2 separate regions of the Mus musculus genome follow, and region 2 is linked to region 1. The links are chromatin contacts, called in public promoter capture Hi-C maps. All regions are on one chromosome and are shown on one strand. Each heading gives the region's core, a stretch centred on a gene start, on an enhancer-like site or on the middle of the called end of the contact. The rest is flanking DNA. Distances are from core to core; before and after follow the strand shown. Region 1 holds the start of Pak7 (p21 (RAC1) activated kinase 7). Region 2 has its middle 62 kb from the start of Gm14062.

What was found. Promoter capture Hi-C pulls out the DNA fragments that hold promoters and counts their contacts.
Region 2: a promoter capture Hi-C map of second pharyngeal arch cranial neural crest shows a contact between it and region 1. The contact joins the enhancer-like site here to the promoter of Pak7 in region 1. A contact is called at or near these places in 7 of 39 promoter capture datasets (cranial neural crest, frontonasal cranial neural crest, hippocampal neurons and 4 more) and 2 of 115 datasets of contacts at active chromatin or transcription factors (astrocytes and embryonic forebrain).

Annotation. Positions count from the first base shown.
Region 1 is chr2:136,384,052-136,391,791 of GRCm38.p6, reverse strand. Pak7 (p21 (RAC1) activated kinase 7) reads left to right here and starts at 3,825. Exons shown (of 10, transcript NM_172858.2): 1 at 3,825-4,138.
Region 2 is chr2:137,935,070-137,942,809 of GRCm38.p6, reverse strand. No RefSeq gene overlaps it. Among named protein-coding and RNA genes, the nearest start is that of Gm14062, 62 kb to the right of the region's middle. Within about 2 kb of position 3,594, at least 17 of the 459 cell types and tissues checked have an H3K27ac peak or open chromatin away from gene starts, as enhancers often do. A contact at or near this core is called in second pharyngeal arch cranial neural crest, where this site is marked.

The sequences.
Region 1 (7,740 bases), core at 2,576-5,075:
TTCAGATTTTCTTAGGATGACTTGTAGATTGCTTGGAGTAGTCTTTGCATTGTCTGCTGCTTCATGAACATGGATTATCTTTATATTTCTTAATGGGTCTAGTCTTAATTTCTAAGTGTCTTATTCTTCTTGAAACTACTATTAAGCTGATTGTCTTAAAAATTTTTCCTTTTAAGTTGTTCACAGTCAGTATATAAAATACAACTGACTTCTATGGGTTAATTATATATCCTGAACCTTTTAGCAATTGTATTAATTTTAAGGTGTCTATATGTCTCTGTGTATATGCATGTGCATGTGTGCATGTGCATGCACACCTTAAGATTTTCTATATATAAGATCCTACTCTATGAAAAAAAAAGTTGTTTACTTTTTTCTTTTTTCCAATTCTGGACTCTAATCCTCCTGGCTGTCCACACAGAATTTTGAAGTAGTAAAATTGATGTCTTTGTTTTCATCCTTTTGTCCCGATCTTAGAGGAAGATGTTCACTATTTCAGCTGCGCATGCTCCTAGTTATAGGAGGTTCAAGCTCTTCATTGTCCATGCACATCTTCTTGGTGCAGCAGCATATGGCAGGAATGCTGTTCTCGGAATGGCTTCTCTCAGCTGTTAATAGTAATAGTTCATGCTTGTGTGAGTCTATTTCTGGGTTTTCTATTTTGGTATCTAAATGTCTCACATGATTTTCTAGTTAAGACAACTACAATCTCAGTACTGTTTAGTCTAGAACCTTTATCTTTCAAAATACACTTGAGATAAAGTTGTCCAGGTCACCAAAAATTTTCAATGTTAATATAGAAATGTCACTGAAAATGTCACTTCATTTAGTATAAAGAGTACATTTTTTTTGACTAGGTTGAGCTTTCTAATATATGAATGTACAATATCTATATATTGGGTCTTTGATTTCATTAGTATGTTGTAATTTAAGAATATTAAGAATATGAGCCCTGAATGATTTTATTAAATCGTCTTAGCATTCTGTTGTTTTTGTTATTGTGTTTCTCATGTAATTTTCTAAATGTTCATGGTTTATATCTAGAGATACAGCTAATTTGGGGGAATGTTACAGAATTTACCTTTTTGTTTTAAGAGCTGTCTTGGAGCTTCCTTGTTAGCTTTTCAAGAGCACAATCAGTGGAATGCATGTAAAAAGTATTTTACTAATTCCTTCATAACTCGGGGTCTTTTATTTTTCTTGCCTAATTTCAGTTGCTATAATTTCTAGTAATATGTTGAAAGAGATGATGGATGAGTCTCTTCTTAGTTTTCCTGAATCTTAGGAGGAAACTATTTTTACTTTCTTTTTTAAATGGCAAGTTCACTAGAGGTTTTTTGTTGTTGTTGTTTGTTTGCTTTTTTGTTTGTTTTTGTTGTTGTTTTTTGTTTTTGTTTTTTGTAGATGCCTTTTATAAATGAGGCAATTCCCTCCCTCAGTTCCTGATGAGTTTCAAGTCTTTATTCAATAATGGGTATCATTTTTTCAAATGCTTTCCTGTATAATTTGATAGGATTTTTGAGTTTGTATGATGGATTATATTGATGCCTATTTACATATTAAGACAGCCCTGAGTTCCTGACATACATCTATGTAGAGATAATATATAATTTTCTCTATGCACTGTAAGATTCAAGGTAATATTTTTTTCTTGGTGTTTGGGATAAAATGTGTGGTGTTATAAGTGTTAGCTAAAAGCTTTTAGTACCTTCTTCATTTGGGTGGGAATGATCCTTTAAGTCACTCTTTAGTTCAGACAAGTTTTGAATTCATGATTCTCCTGTCTCAGCCTCCTGAGTAGCTGGGACCATGGACCTGTACTAGGATACTCAGCCCTTCCTGCAGCTCTCAGGAATGGTTGTTTGTAGGTTTATAAGATATATTGTTTAGAGGACTTCTCTTCTACTAAGTTTATTTGGTTTTGGTGTCAGGGAAATTATAGCCTCATAAATTAGTTGAGCCATGTGTTCTCTTGCTTTCTGGGAAATAATTGTGTGAAAATAGTTTTTGTTTTGTTTTTGTTGTTTTGTATTTTACACTACTTAGAGCGTTTCTCTAGTGAAACCATCTAAGCCTGGTAGTTTCCTTTGGAGCAGATTTTCATTTATGATTTTTTTCTATCAGTTGTTTCATGGCTATTCATGATGGCATAATTATAATATAAAATTATATTATTCAGATTATATAGTTCACTTTGGCAGTGTGTGCACTTTTTATTGATACTAAAACTACAAGTAAACTTCATCTTAATAAAATATTTCCTGTCATTTGCATCTGTCCAAGTCCACATAGGGGAAAGTAAAGAATAGAAAATATTATGCCAATGGCCATGGGACAGCAATCCAGTTGGTGAGAGGTGAGGTAGGGCTATTTGAGCAGTTTCAAGCATTGATAAATTTATTGACTTTAGTCATATGAATGGGAAAAATAGGATTTGATAGGCCAAGATACATATGTCCTTCACACTTAGAAACATCAGTGGAGAACAGTGACCATCTATCTGTTCTGTGATCTATTTTTTAAAGATTTATTTTTATGTGTATATATGTGTCTGGATGCTTCTTTGTGTACCAGGTGGAAAAAGGCACCACTGATACCAGAGGAGTGTGTGAGATCCACTGGAGTCAGAGTCACGTACAGCTCGGACCCACCCTATACAACTGAACCTGGGACCTCTGGATGGGCAACATGAGTTCTTAACAGCTGTGGCAATATCTTTAGCACCAGCTCCTGCCATGATTCTGTTTTGATATATAAGTTACTTCAGTGAAAGTAGTGTGTGAACAGATAAGCCACGGGGACAGGAGATGATAAGCATCTACTATTCACTAGCAAACTGGCCCTGTTTTATAACCGACTTATTCAGTTATAGGATCAGACACTATATTCTCATAAGGACAATCTAGAGATCTCTGAGGATGAAGAAGGATGTGGCTCTCTCAAAACCAAGATTAAAGTCTCTTGGTTGGTTTTGTGAATTGATTGGTTTCATGTGGGCAGTGACTAATCTCAATATTACCGATACCTCCTGTGGTCTTTTGCTCTCAAAAGACCAGTCAGTCTCAACTGTCAAGCCCAGCCTTGACATTACATCGAACCTCTCAGGTTTTGTCCCAGGCTCAGAGAAGACAGGTAGACAGTCAGGATAGACTGGTTCAGGCTTGAATTGGACAACAGGTCAACAACAGGTCAACTGACTGAGCACGAGTTTCCTAGTCTCAAGTATCAAAGCGATTGTGAATTGATCCAAGAGCCCATCGTCTCCGAAACTCCTAATTCTAGATCAAACTAATGGTTTTATGCTGTCTTCAGTGTGTGCCCTACAAAGCCTCTTTCCAGGAAAGGCATGACATCCCAGGGGACATCCTCCCTTGAACCGCTGCTATCATCAAAAGCTGAAGGTAACTCCTTAGGCTGATAAGTCCATTGCTGATTAAAGACTCCATGACCAATTAGAGGTTATAGAAGATGTTTCTGGATTCTTGCACCTCCTGACCTTTCAGAGGACCAGCCGAATGGCACGGGGACTTTCAGGACCAGGCAGTTGAATCCAAATCTGTATTTTAAATCAAAGGCTCATTAAAGTTTGCGAAGCACAGGACCAGGTGATGCTAAAGAGACTAGCTAGCATACTGATGTAGTGCGGCTTTGCAAAGGTCCTATAGAAAATTTGGACAAACTGGGATGTTCAGGGAGGGGTATGCGGGAGTAGCCCGCAGGGGGATGGTAGAAGGAAAGTGTGATCCGATTGGCTGTTTTCTCCAGCTCGGGCGTGCAGACACTCCCTCCACACTCCCCCTTTCACCCCCCTCAATTGCTACAGCTTTCCTACAGCGGGCTGCTCCTAAAACCCGGAGCAGCTGAGTGGTCTCAGCGGACAGTCCTCCTAGGGGCGAAGCCAGGCGGCTTGGGCATGCTCAGTAGCTGGGAGAGGTTTGGGAGGAGAGTAAAAAGCTTTGACTCTGCCCCCACCCCCTCCTCTAGCCCCCGCCCCCCTTGCCCCTTCCCAGCCGTAGTAGTTCCCTGGCGTGCGCCCGTGGAGAGCAGGAACATGGCGCTTGGAGCGATATAACAGATGTAGCAGCAGCGGAGAAGCAGATGAGGTACCGCGACTTCTCTGCTGACAGCCAGCCACCAGGTAGGCAGGAGCACCGGGCAGGTCGGCTTATGGGTAGCGGCTCCAGAAGGGGCGCTTGCCAAGATGCGCACGGTTGCTACACCGGGCATCTGGCTTTGCCTAGAGAGGATGCGAAAGGAGACCTCTATGACAGCACAATTGATTGTGCATCTCCTAGGAGATGCCAAAGGCTGGGGACCTCTGAGAATGGGCAAGGGATCCAGGGTCCGCCCACTCCCCAACCCCCAATCTTTGCGATATCATCCAGCTTGGGCTCTTCACCGGTCAAATAAAGGATAGCGCTCTTATGCTAGGATGGAGGGCGTAGGAGATCACCCTGGATGCCAGCTCTAGGAGTCTGCTGGTACCCCGAAAGGCTAGCAAGCCCAGCAGCAGTTCTTTGTGTATGCACTCGCGCACGCCCTGCCGGTGATACGACAGTGCCTGCTGCTCCCAGGGAGTGCTGGATGCATTGCCAGGGCAGGGTTCCCATATGGTTTTTGTCTTTTAGCAGGTGTGGACCACCAGATGCAATAGCGGAACCTTTATGGGACTGTGTTTTCCTTTGTTGTTTGTCTCTGTTCGCTTAGTGGGTTGCAATGGATTGGGAAAGAACTTCTGCTTGTGAACATTGGTGGACAGAATGTGGAAGAGAATATCACTTCCAAACTCTGGTTAAAATTCTGTACAATGTCAGTCTCCTAGAGGATAAACTTGGAAAGTCTCAGGACTGTCAAGTGTCCAGTTTAGGGCACAAATGTGAGCATCCGTTTTGAAACCGAGTGTGTCTGGAGCTTTCCATTGTGATAGGGTAGAAGTTAATTTGCCAGCATTCATATCTCAATTAAGGGAGCCCTAACCTTTCAAAGAACTGAACAGATCTTTTAAATATTAGAGTAGTAAAGAAAAAAATGTCTTGGCCAATAATTGATAACGACTTGGAAAACTGGATACACTTCTGGGGAAATAGGTACTTCACAAAACATCAGAGACCCTCTTGTGGCATTTGGTGTAAAGGCAGCATCTTTAATTTACAGATGGACACATTACTCCCTGAAGAAGTCCCTCCTACACAAGCCTTCTTAAAGTTGACATTCTGCAACAACAGATGTGACACCTTACAGTTGTATCTGTTATGATTAGCAGCATAGCCCCCTGAGAGGGAGGAAAGGTAAATTTAGAACACACCTTCATCCCCTGTTTTATCTTTTCAGGCTGGGCATCTGTCTGTGAATATGAAGTTTAGATACTTTCCTCTGCACTTACACTATTTATTCTTATGATCTCCTTAGGTGGCAAGAATGAGTCAGTATTGTGATAATGAAACAGAGACTGCAGGAGGGAAATGAATTTAAGTAGAGTAAAGCTATAAGTGTCCAATCTGATAACACCTTGACTTTGAATACACGTGTGCAAAGCAGAACTTCTAATGAAAGCTGTAGAAGCTAATGGCAAGTTCATTGACAATACTTGTAGTAGAATAAACTTCGTGTTCCTCTGTGAATAAGAGATTGATTGTACTCAGTCCTTGCAACTTATCATTTAATTAACAAACGTGAGTTTTGATTGTAGGCATTGAAAGCCGAGGTTGCCAATGCCTTTCCTACATCCTCAGAATATGCTGCAATGGACAGGCACCAGAGACAGATGTTCTGGAATACAGTGTCATTTTAGTGATGAGATAAAGCTAAATTTGAACTCTGGTTCCTCCGTATTTAGGTGTGGGATTTTGTGGAAGTGATTTAATGTATCAGCAACAAAGACTTGTGATTCACAAAGCAAAGCCCACATAAATGGATAGATGTAGACATTAATAATAATACAAAGAAACTGGGCATGGGGAAATCTCTTTGAGAAGGACATGTATGTGTTTGGAACCCATGTTATATGTATTTGCTATGCAAGTCAAATTCAATTTACTTTTACTGAAATACTCCAAATTGTTTTATTTCTTAGCACTGACATAGCCATACACCCCCAACTTGGTAGCTTAAAGAAGTAGAAATTTATTGATGCAGATCTGGGTATTTTCTGTCTAATATCTCAGTGTTAGCATGGCAATCCTCTGATGCTCTTAGGAGAAGGTGATTCTTATAGTCTTAGACATACCTTACCCCAATCACGTTATTCTGTTTCTACCTTCATGTCCATGTGTTCTCCTCTCTGTGTCTGTTCTCCTGTCCATGTTTCAGTCTTTATGTAAGGACACTGTTCCTATATCATTTAGAGCTAACTATAGCCTTGTCTTAATTCAATTACAACTGCAAAGATCAGACTTGTAAAGTAGGTCACATGGACAAGTTCAGGGTTGTCATTGAGTTTAGGGGAGAGAAAATTTAACTTACTTTACTAACTTTTCTAATAACAATGATAGGATCAATACTATGCCATCAAGTTTCAGAATATGAAGAATAGTATGGGTTCAAAAACCCTGCTGGCATGGGATATTTAATGTAACTAACTTATCTGAATTTTGTGTTCCCAAGTGTGACAGTGAAGGGAAGGGTGATAGACACGTCACCATGAGTCACTTACATGAAAACTGAAACAAAGTGGGACTTAGGCTTTCTATACGTGCTGAGGAATTTCATACGTCTTCTCCCTTTTGGGCTATATTACTAAGTCAAAACACATCATCATCAACAACACCTACAACATAACAGCAAAAAAATGAAAATCCTACACCTTTTCTTCTTTTTAATATATTTATTTTTATTTATAGATATACATTTTATTAGCTCCTTGAGACTTTCTTATATGCACATAATGTATTTTCTTCTTATTCACTCTGTCACTCCTCTATCTAAATCCTTCCATGTTCCTTCTAAATTTATGCTCTCTCTCTCTCTCTCTCTCTCTCTCTCTCTCTCTCTCTCTCTCTCTCACACACACACACACACACACACACACACACACACACAGGGATAGAGATAGACATAGAAACATAGAGAGACAGAGATACAGGGACACAGAGAGAGACAAGAGAGAGTTTGGGCTGCCTATAGACTCATGGGTTTAGGGCCATCCAATGGAGGGTGGTATTTATAAAGCATGTTTGTATATGTATATGTGTATGTGTATGTGTATATGTATGTACTATGTGTTTCTGTGTGTGGGATGTATGTACATGTTGTAGCACATGTGAAGATGTCAGAGGCCAACTAGCAGAAATAATTTTTCTCCTTCTCTATGTATGTTCCAAGGATTGAATTAAGGTCATTAGGTCTGATGACAAACACCTTTTACCTCCTGAGTTATCTCAACTGTTTATAGCTCTTCTTCTTCTTCTTCTTCTTCTTCTTCTTCTTCTTCTTCTTCTTCTTCTTCTTCTTCTTCTTCTTCTTCTTCTTCTTCTTCTCTTCTCCTTCTCCTCCTCCCCTCCTCCTCCTCCCCCTCCCCCTCATCCTCATCCTTATCCTCCTCATCCTTCTTTATCACTTTATTTTTTGTGGGGGATTTAAAAAATTAGTTCTCATGATTTCTAATCATTAGTTCTTCAAGAATTCCACACACTGTCTTTTGACTATAACCAATCCTCCTAGATCCAATCCCCATAGCATTCCCACTCAAATTTTTTGTTCCAATTTTTTTATAACCCTTGAAGTCTAATTTACGCTGCCTAT
Region 2 (7,740 bases), core at 2,345-4,844, 1.6 Mb before region 1:
ATCATAATTTAACTTTAAGAACAAAAAAATGAAGTCAATGAAACTCTGCTTGGTCATATTTACAAGACTTACAAGTTTTTGGGTTTGTTTGTTTGTATTGTTTTGTTTGCTTTTTAGTGTTCGTGTTAGAACTAGAGAAGGGGAAAAGTTCAAATACTTTGGACAATTGCCCAAATGTAGGTAGCTTGATTCAAATGGGACTCTCGTGGCATGCTCAGAGACACTGCCTCCAAGGTGTCTCTTTGTAATTGACTCTTAGCTGTAATAATTTGCCAAAATTGTGGACTCAGCCTTAGAAGAAACATTTAGGTCATCTTTAACATAAATGATCTAAATAGTGTTATTTCCACAGATGCATAAAATAGCATGGACCCAGGCTGAGAAGTTCTTTGGGTTATCAAGCCACACCTTCAACTGTGTGCTGCTGCTGAGTACAAGGTCACTCCGTTGGAACTCAGTAAGAAAAATCATTAGAATGTTTAATTGCTCTCAGGACGCAAAGCTTCTGTGTGCATGTGGATTACAGTGCTGGGTTCACATGACTACTTGTGGGGTGAAAAGAAAGGCTACAACCAACACACAAAGTGTAATAATACCTGCCAGAATTGGGGAAGTCAGCACATCAACAATACATCAACAACAGAAAAACCCTGTCCACAGACTAAGCAATTCTTCCATTTTAAGATGATGTTAAACGGGAAGATTTCAGCTGTCTTCTGGCCATTTTTAAAGTATTCTAGTAATCTGGATTGTTACTCTCTATTGCAGTTTTGACTTTTAACTATTACACAGTTGCCAAGGACAGAGACAAGAATCAGGAGCACCGCACCCCCATAACCGTGTGTGTGTGTGTGTGTGTGTGTGTGTGTGTGAGAGAGAGAGAGAGAGAGAGAGAGAGAGAGAGAGAGAGAGAGAGAGAAAGAGATTCTAGACCACAGACTCTTGTATCATGTTGGCCCCACAATGGCTTTATATAAATGAGCCATTCTTGTGTCCCAGTTATCCTCCCAATTATCTCTCTTGATGCCTACTTTCCATTAACATTTAAACACAAAACAACACTGGCAAAATATGTTAGAAACAATATTTAAGTATAGGCTTCAATGGTGAGTATTTGTAGTTTTATTTCAATTCTTAGAATCAAGTCCTGAACACTCTGAACTCTGACAATGCAACACATGGTTAGTACCTTTTAATTTGTGGCAATGTAAAAATTATAGACACTTTGTATATAAAGGGAAGAGAAAACATGAGGCACATCTTTGGAAAAGAAATTTTTATCGATACCGTTCCTTTAAACTTACCTTCTGGTCTGATTTTAAAAGTGAGGCCCAACACTGTCATCACTTAGATTCATTTGATCAGTTACAAAATATTTCAAAGTAATTAAAACATTACAAAATTTTAAAAACACACCAGAACACATACTAGCTACATTTATCACTGCTATGATGAAATACTTGACAAGAAGCAACTGAAGGGAGGAAGGCATTATTTAGGTTGATGGCTTTTGAAGGTACAAATTCACTGTGGCAGAGAAGGCATGGTGGGGCAGGCAGTTTATGCCAGAAGAGAAATTAGATCCCTCTCCTAAGGACCCATTTCCTCAAGCTAGATCCCATCTCATAAATGTTCTTCAACTTCCATTATTGCACGGTTAGCTGTGGCCAAATGTTCCCTGGGTTTTGCTGGTCAGTCAGCCTGCCTCAACTGGGAAGCCCTGGATTCAGTGAGAGATTGGTGAGGACATCTCACCTTTGGCTTCTGCAAACATATCCATGCATACACAAATGAGTGCGCAAGGGCACACACATACACACACACACACACACACACACACACACACACACACAAAAACATGACTTGGAGAAAATTCATTAGTAAGTCCATAGCAGAAATACTTAAGGGTTTGGTGATGTGGTCATTATTTTTCTAAATTTCTTTATGACTCCTCCCCTAAAAATTTGGATATCTCACTAAGAACTGTGTATAAATGTTTACATACAGATGTTTTTGAAGCTACTGTATTCAATTCTCATCTGAACAATGAGAGCCCTGTGGTGTCACCAAGGCCCTCTAAGTTTTAAAAAAGAAAGAATAAACTGTTTTTATAATCTATGGTGAGTTGTATAAAATTTGGATGAGGATCATAATTACAGGTTCATTATTAAGCAAGACTTCCCTGGGGTGATGGAACATATCCCCAGTGATGTGGAGAGGACAAATATAAGTACCGTATTCTTCCCATAGCCTGAGATGCTACCCACATGCAGGATACGACCGCGTGTAGTGGAGCTGAGTTACTGCCACAGCTTAAAGCTTTTGTCTCTGCAACAAAGATAGCCCAGCAGATCCATCCCACTAACCTGAGACTTCAGAATCAAGGAACAGGTAGAGAGAAGCAAGTACTAAGCCCTATTCCTTTATGTTTTGTGATCTACAATTTTATTTGTTCCAATCAGCCACTTTCCAAATTAATAAATGGAAATTTTCAGAAATAAGCAATTTTTTAATTTAGCTTTGTTCATGTAAGTAACTTTTATTGATAGTATTCTGTTATAATTGTTCTTATTAGTTATTGTTTTTAATCTTTTACTGTGTTTCATTTTAAGTTAACCTTTAATTTAGACATGCATGTACAGAATATATATGTATATGTATAAATATATGAAGTATGGGCAATCTACTCTGGGTCATGAGTCCATTCCCTGGCCCCTCTACACACATGTATACACACAGACAGATAAGTGGTGGATTATTGTGGGCTTAGGGAAAGAAAGACTAGAGGCTGTGATGAACATACTCCCTATGACACAGATATGATCAGGTCCGTAAAGCCTGAAGCTCCTGAAGAACAGGCTTAATGAGTGGCAAACTCTTTTTATTCCTGAGAAATTCCAAGAGGCTTTGCATGCTTTCCTTCTGTGCCCTTACCCTCTGAAGCACAAGAATCCCACCTGGGCCTTTGCTGTTTGCTGTAGTTTGCTCCACCCCAGCTGAAGGACAGAGTACTTGAAACCAGAGTCAGCAACCAGACCAAAAGCAAATGGATTTGGTGAGGCAATCCTGCTCCAAAAACCCTCAGTGTATCGGGTTACACCCCTACACCTTCAACCAATTGTACATAGAAAGTAGTTTCAAAAATTTCCCAGCGCATATTCTGACCATTTTGTCATAATTCACTCACCAAAGAGTGCAGTTTAACAATTACATTCACATCAATCATATTTCACATGGTATAAATAATCTAGAATGCTTCAAAGCAGACAGGCCATATGCAAATACAAGGCCATTTTGCTTGCATCAGGGACTTTAGTATCTACGTATTAAAATGTCTGCAGAGAGTCTTGACACAAGTTTCTGTTGGGTGCTGTGGGACAACTGTCATTGTGGTTGTCACGTGACCCTTATCTGCATTTTGGATGACCTCTCTGCCTCCAGGACTGGGGGTTGTCAATCAAGAGTTGCCAAAGTTCTGCCCGAAACACTCTGACTAATCTTTATTAATTCTGTCCCTTCTCTCTAAGGCCCTTCCGGCTGTCTGCATTGACAATCTGTGAGAAGACAGGGACAGCAACAGCCAGGCCACACTGAGAGCTTTCTATGCAAACCACGCAAAAGAAACCTATTTATAACTCCGTGCTAGGGACTCCCTTTTCCTGTCCAAAGCCTGTCACTCTTTGTCCGGTTTCTTGGGCTTTTGTTAGGTCCAGAGAAACTATTTGCATTTGAAGAAAGGGCAACAGGAGGCTCCCTGGCTAGTTTGTAATACAGTCATCTTGGCTATGAATTTTTAAACTCAATCTGATTTCACAATTCCAGCAGATATACATTTGGAGTTTTGTGTTAAATATTTTGGGGTTGCTGAATAGTCACCGGACAGAAAACTCTACCACACTGAAACTGTCATAGCACTCATTCAGAAGAATGAAATTCACAATTAGCATATCAAGGATCAAGTTGTAGTGCCTAGCTACTGGACATCTCCAGATGGTCTCTATAGGTTCTAGTTTCCCTTTGGTGGGCATTTCAGCTACTGACATCCCCTTTGGGTCCTGGGAACCTCTTGCTTCCTGGCATCTGGGACCTTCTGCTGGCTACCCCTGGCTCCCCATCCCTCACTGCTACATATTTCTGTTCAATTTCCTGACCTTCTTACTTCTCTCCTGACTCTTCTCATACATGACCCTCCCTTTTTCCCTCCCTCTCCCCTCTCCCTATCAGGTTCCTCTATCCCTCTATCTCCTGTGATTATTTTGTTCCCTCTTCTAAGTACAATTGAAGCATCCATACTTTGGTCTTCTACTTTCTTAAGCTTCACATGGTCTGTGAGTTGTATGGTGGGGATTCTGAGGTTTTGGGCTAATTATCCACACTTATCAGTGAGTACATACCCATGTGTGTTCTTTTGTGTCTGGGTTACCTCACACAAGATGACTTTTCTAGTTCCATCCATTGGCTTGAAAGTTTCATGAAGCCATTGTTTTTAAAAGCTGAGTAGTATTCCTTTGTGTAAATTTGCCACATTTTCTGTATCCATCATTCCATTGAGGGACATGTGGGTTATTTCCAACTTCCAGCACCCACCCATCTCAGAAAATTTTAGCCCAGAATCATTCCTACCTAATGGAAATGCAGAGACAAAAGAAAAAAAAATGGAGCAGATACTGAGGAAAGGCCATCCATAGACAGCCCCACCTATGTAAGGATCCTTCCCATCTACAAACACCAAACACAGACACTATTGCTGATGCCAACAAGTGCTTGCTGACATGATCCTGGTATAGGTGTCTCCCGAGAGGCTTTACCAGCACCTGACCAAAACAGGTGCAGATACCCACAGCCAACCAGCAGACTGAACCTGGGGACCCCAAGGGAAGAGCTAGGGGAAGGTCTGAGGAGCTGAAGGGGATTGCAAACCCATAGGAAGAATAACAATATCAACTAACCGGACCCCCCAGAGCTCCCAGGGACTAAACCACCAACCAAAGAGTACTCATGGAGGGAATCATAGCTCCAGCTGCATAGGTAGCAGAGGATGGCCTTATCTGGCATCATGGGAGGAGAAGACTTTGGTCCTGTGGAGGCTTGATGCTCCAGTTTAAGAGGATGCTAGAGTAGTGAGGCAGGAATGGGAGTGTGGTGGGGGAGCACCCTCAAAGAGGCAAAGTGAAGGACAGATAGGATGGGGCGGGTTGCAGAGGGGAAACCAGGAAGGGGAACAACATTTGAACTGTAAATGAATAACAATGCTTTTTTAAAGGCTCAAGGTGTAATGAAGCAGGTGCCTAATGTATGAACTCACTGCCTGGGAAATGGCAGGCTTTTCCTTTCTCCTTTTCCGAGAGAAGATTTGATTTACAGGATATAGGTGGATGATACCAAGGTCTTGTAATTACTAGAACTTATAGGGTTTGTTGACTAACAGAGAGAATTCCTAGGAAATATGCCAGAAAACAAATGTTTAGCTCTGTTCATTTAAATTACTTGTAATCAACTCCAAAGCCAAGAACTTAAAATCTTTACAAACAACACTAAATTAGGATCACATGTGCTGTGTCTAAAGCATTTCTGCGAATTGCTGAAATCCTTTTATCTTAGATGCATAGAAACAGTCATTCTGAAGTTATATATTATAATACTTTATATTATCTATAACATACACACATGCACACACGTGTGTCTGAGTGTGTATGTGTGTCTGTTTGAGTGTGAGTGTGTTTGTTGTTTTAAAATTATCCTCAGTGGATTTAGTCTTTATGTCTGTTTTCCTCTCCTCCTAAGGCTGCTAAGTTGTCCTTGAGTCAGCTTCAGATTTGAATTATTTCATAAACAAAAACACTTTGCAACATTTTTTGGTGGGAGTTCTTAACAGATGTGTTTTTTCCTCTTAAGGCCTTCCCTATTGTTTGATCTTTTCCACCAAAGCAATTCATTATTGCATGATTGGCAGGGACCCAGGCAGGATAATTCTGCTGAGATGGGCTGCCAGCCAGACACTATATTGCTCCTTTCCACTGGTAGCTGCGCCCTGCAAGGCTGTGCGAAGCCAAGTAGCTATGTATACTAGAAGGCCCTGTAAATGAACAGGGAAGGTGGCTGTCTGGATTAGTGGATAGAGTGGGCACTGACAGTTTCTTCTGTGTTTCTCTATGGCTTCTAGAATACTCATTACCTGTGATGATTAGGAAACAAGGCATGGAGCAACACTCAGGAGGCAGAGTATTAGCATAAATCAGGATGTTTAGTCAAGCATAAACTTCATTTTGTGTTATGTTTTCAGTTATTTCAGGTGGCTAGCTGCTACTCTTTTGAAAGTGACATTAAGTCTGTGTGGAGAAGCACACAGCACTTCTAGGAATAATGGTCTATTTGCTCTTTTAATCTATGCTTCTTTTCTAAGACAAATTGCATATACTCTTCTGGCTGTAAATGGCTTTTATTACAGGATTCCCAGGTCAACAAAGGCAGACAGGGTTCTGTCATATCTCTGTGAATCTTCTATCACAAAGAGGTTAAAATCACTTTGAATTCCATCCTCTCTGAGATTCTGAGCAACCTATCATGCATCACTCAGAGTACTAACATTAAGTGCATCATAGCAGCCCTTTGAATATTGCTAACCAGGCTTCCAAAATGAGAATGTGAATGAACAGTGGATAGGGAAAGAGTGGCATGGAATGGCCTTCTTCAGAAACACTAGACTGTGTTCTATCCAAATATTACTGTTGTGACTTTCTTGCCACCAACCAAGAAATAGTTACATATTTGATAGTTCACATTATGACAAATGTATTGTTTAGTTTTCTTGGGACAGGAATATAGATACAGGTTAGTAGAATTTTCTGCTCAGGGTTTCACTTGGTAGGCATCTCACCTCTGGTCCTATTTGACATTTCCTCACTGGCAGTAGAGATTGGAGTTGTAATATCAAGACCCTCAGATCTTGGAGTACTTATGAGATCATGCCCTTTACAGAATGAAAGTTAGATTCATAAGACCAACTGAAAGTTGTTGTTTCTGAGTTCTTCCTATCTAATTAGGGTAACTCTGGTGAGTTAATCTCCCTGCTGTGGTTTGACTACATCCCTCAGTGCTCATGGGTGGGGAACCCCATCTTAAATCCTGCAGTGCTGAGATAAAGAGCCCAATGTAAAGTTAAGGTTATGTGGACATTACCTTTATGGATGATTACATGCCTCTTATAGTAGGACATAAGTGTGAATCAGATCAATTTGTCTCCCCCCTATGTAAATGAATATGTATTGAATATCCTTCCACCTTTTCCCTTAAAATGAGGCACCAAGAACCTTCCCTACATACAGTCCTTTGATCTTTGACTTTTTGCTCTTCAGGAAGCACTAAGACTTAGGTGTTATATCACAGCAGACTAAAACAAAACGAGGTACTAACTTTAGAGTCAGAAAGTGAAAAACCTTTGCTGTGTATGATAAGCCTTTCTACTTTCTTCCACGTAATATCTATCATTAATGAGTGTCATGTCCCATTCTATGCGGGCATCGGTCCAAATGGATGTGGTGGGGATCATACAGAGCAGTGGTTCTCAACCTTCCTAATAATGTGACCTCCTAATACAACTCATCATTTAATAGTGGCGTTCAAACATAAAATTATTTTGTTGTTACTTCATAACTGAGTTTTGGTAGTAATGAATCACAATGTAAATATCAATGAAAATATTAACTTTATTTCTTTTTTTTCCATTTTTTATTAGGTATT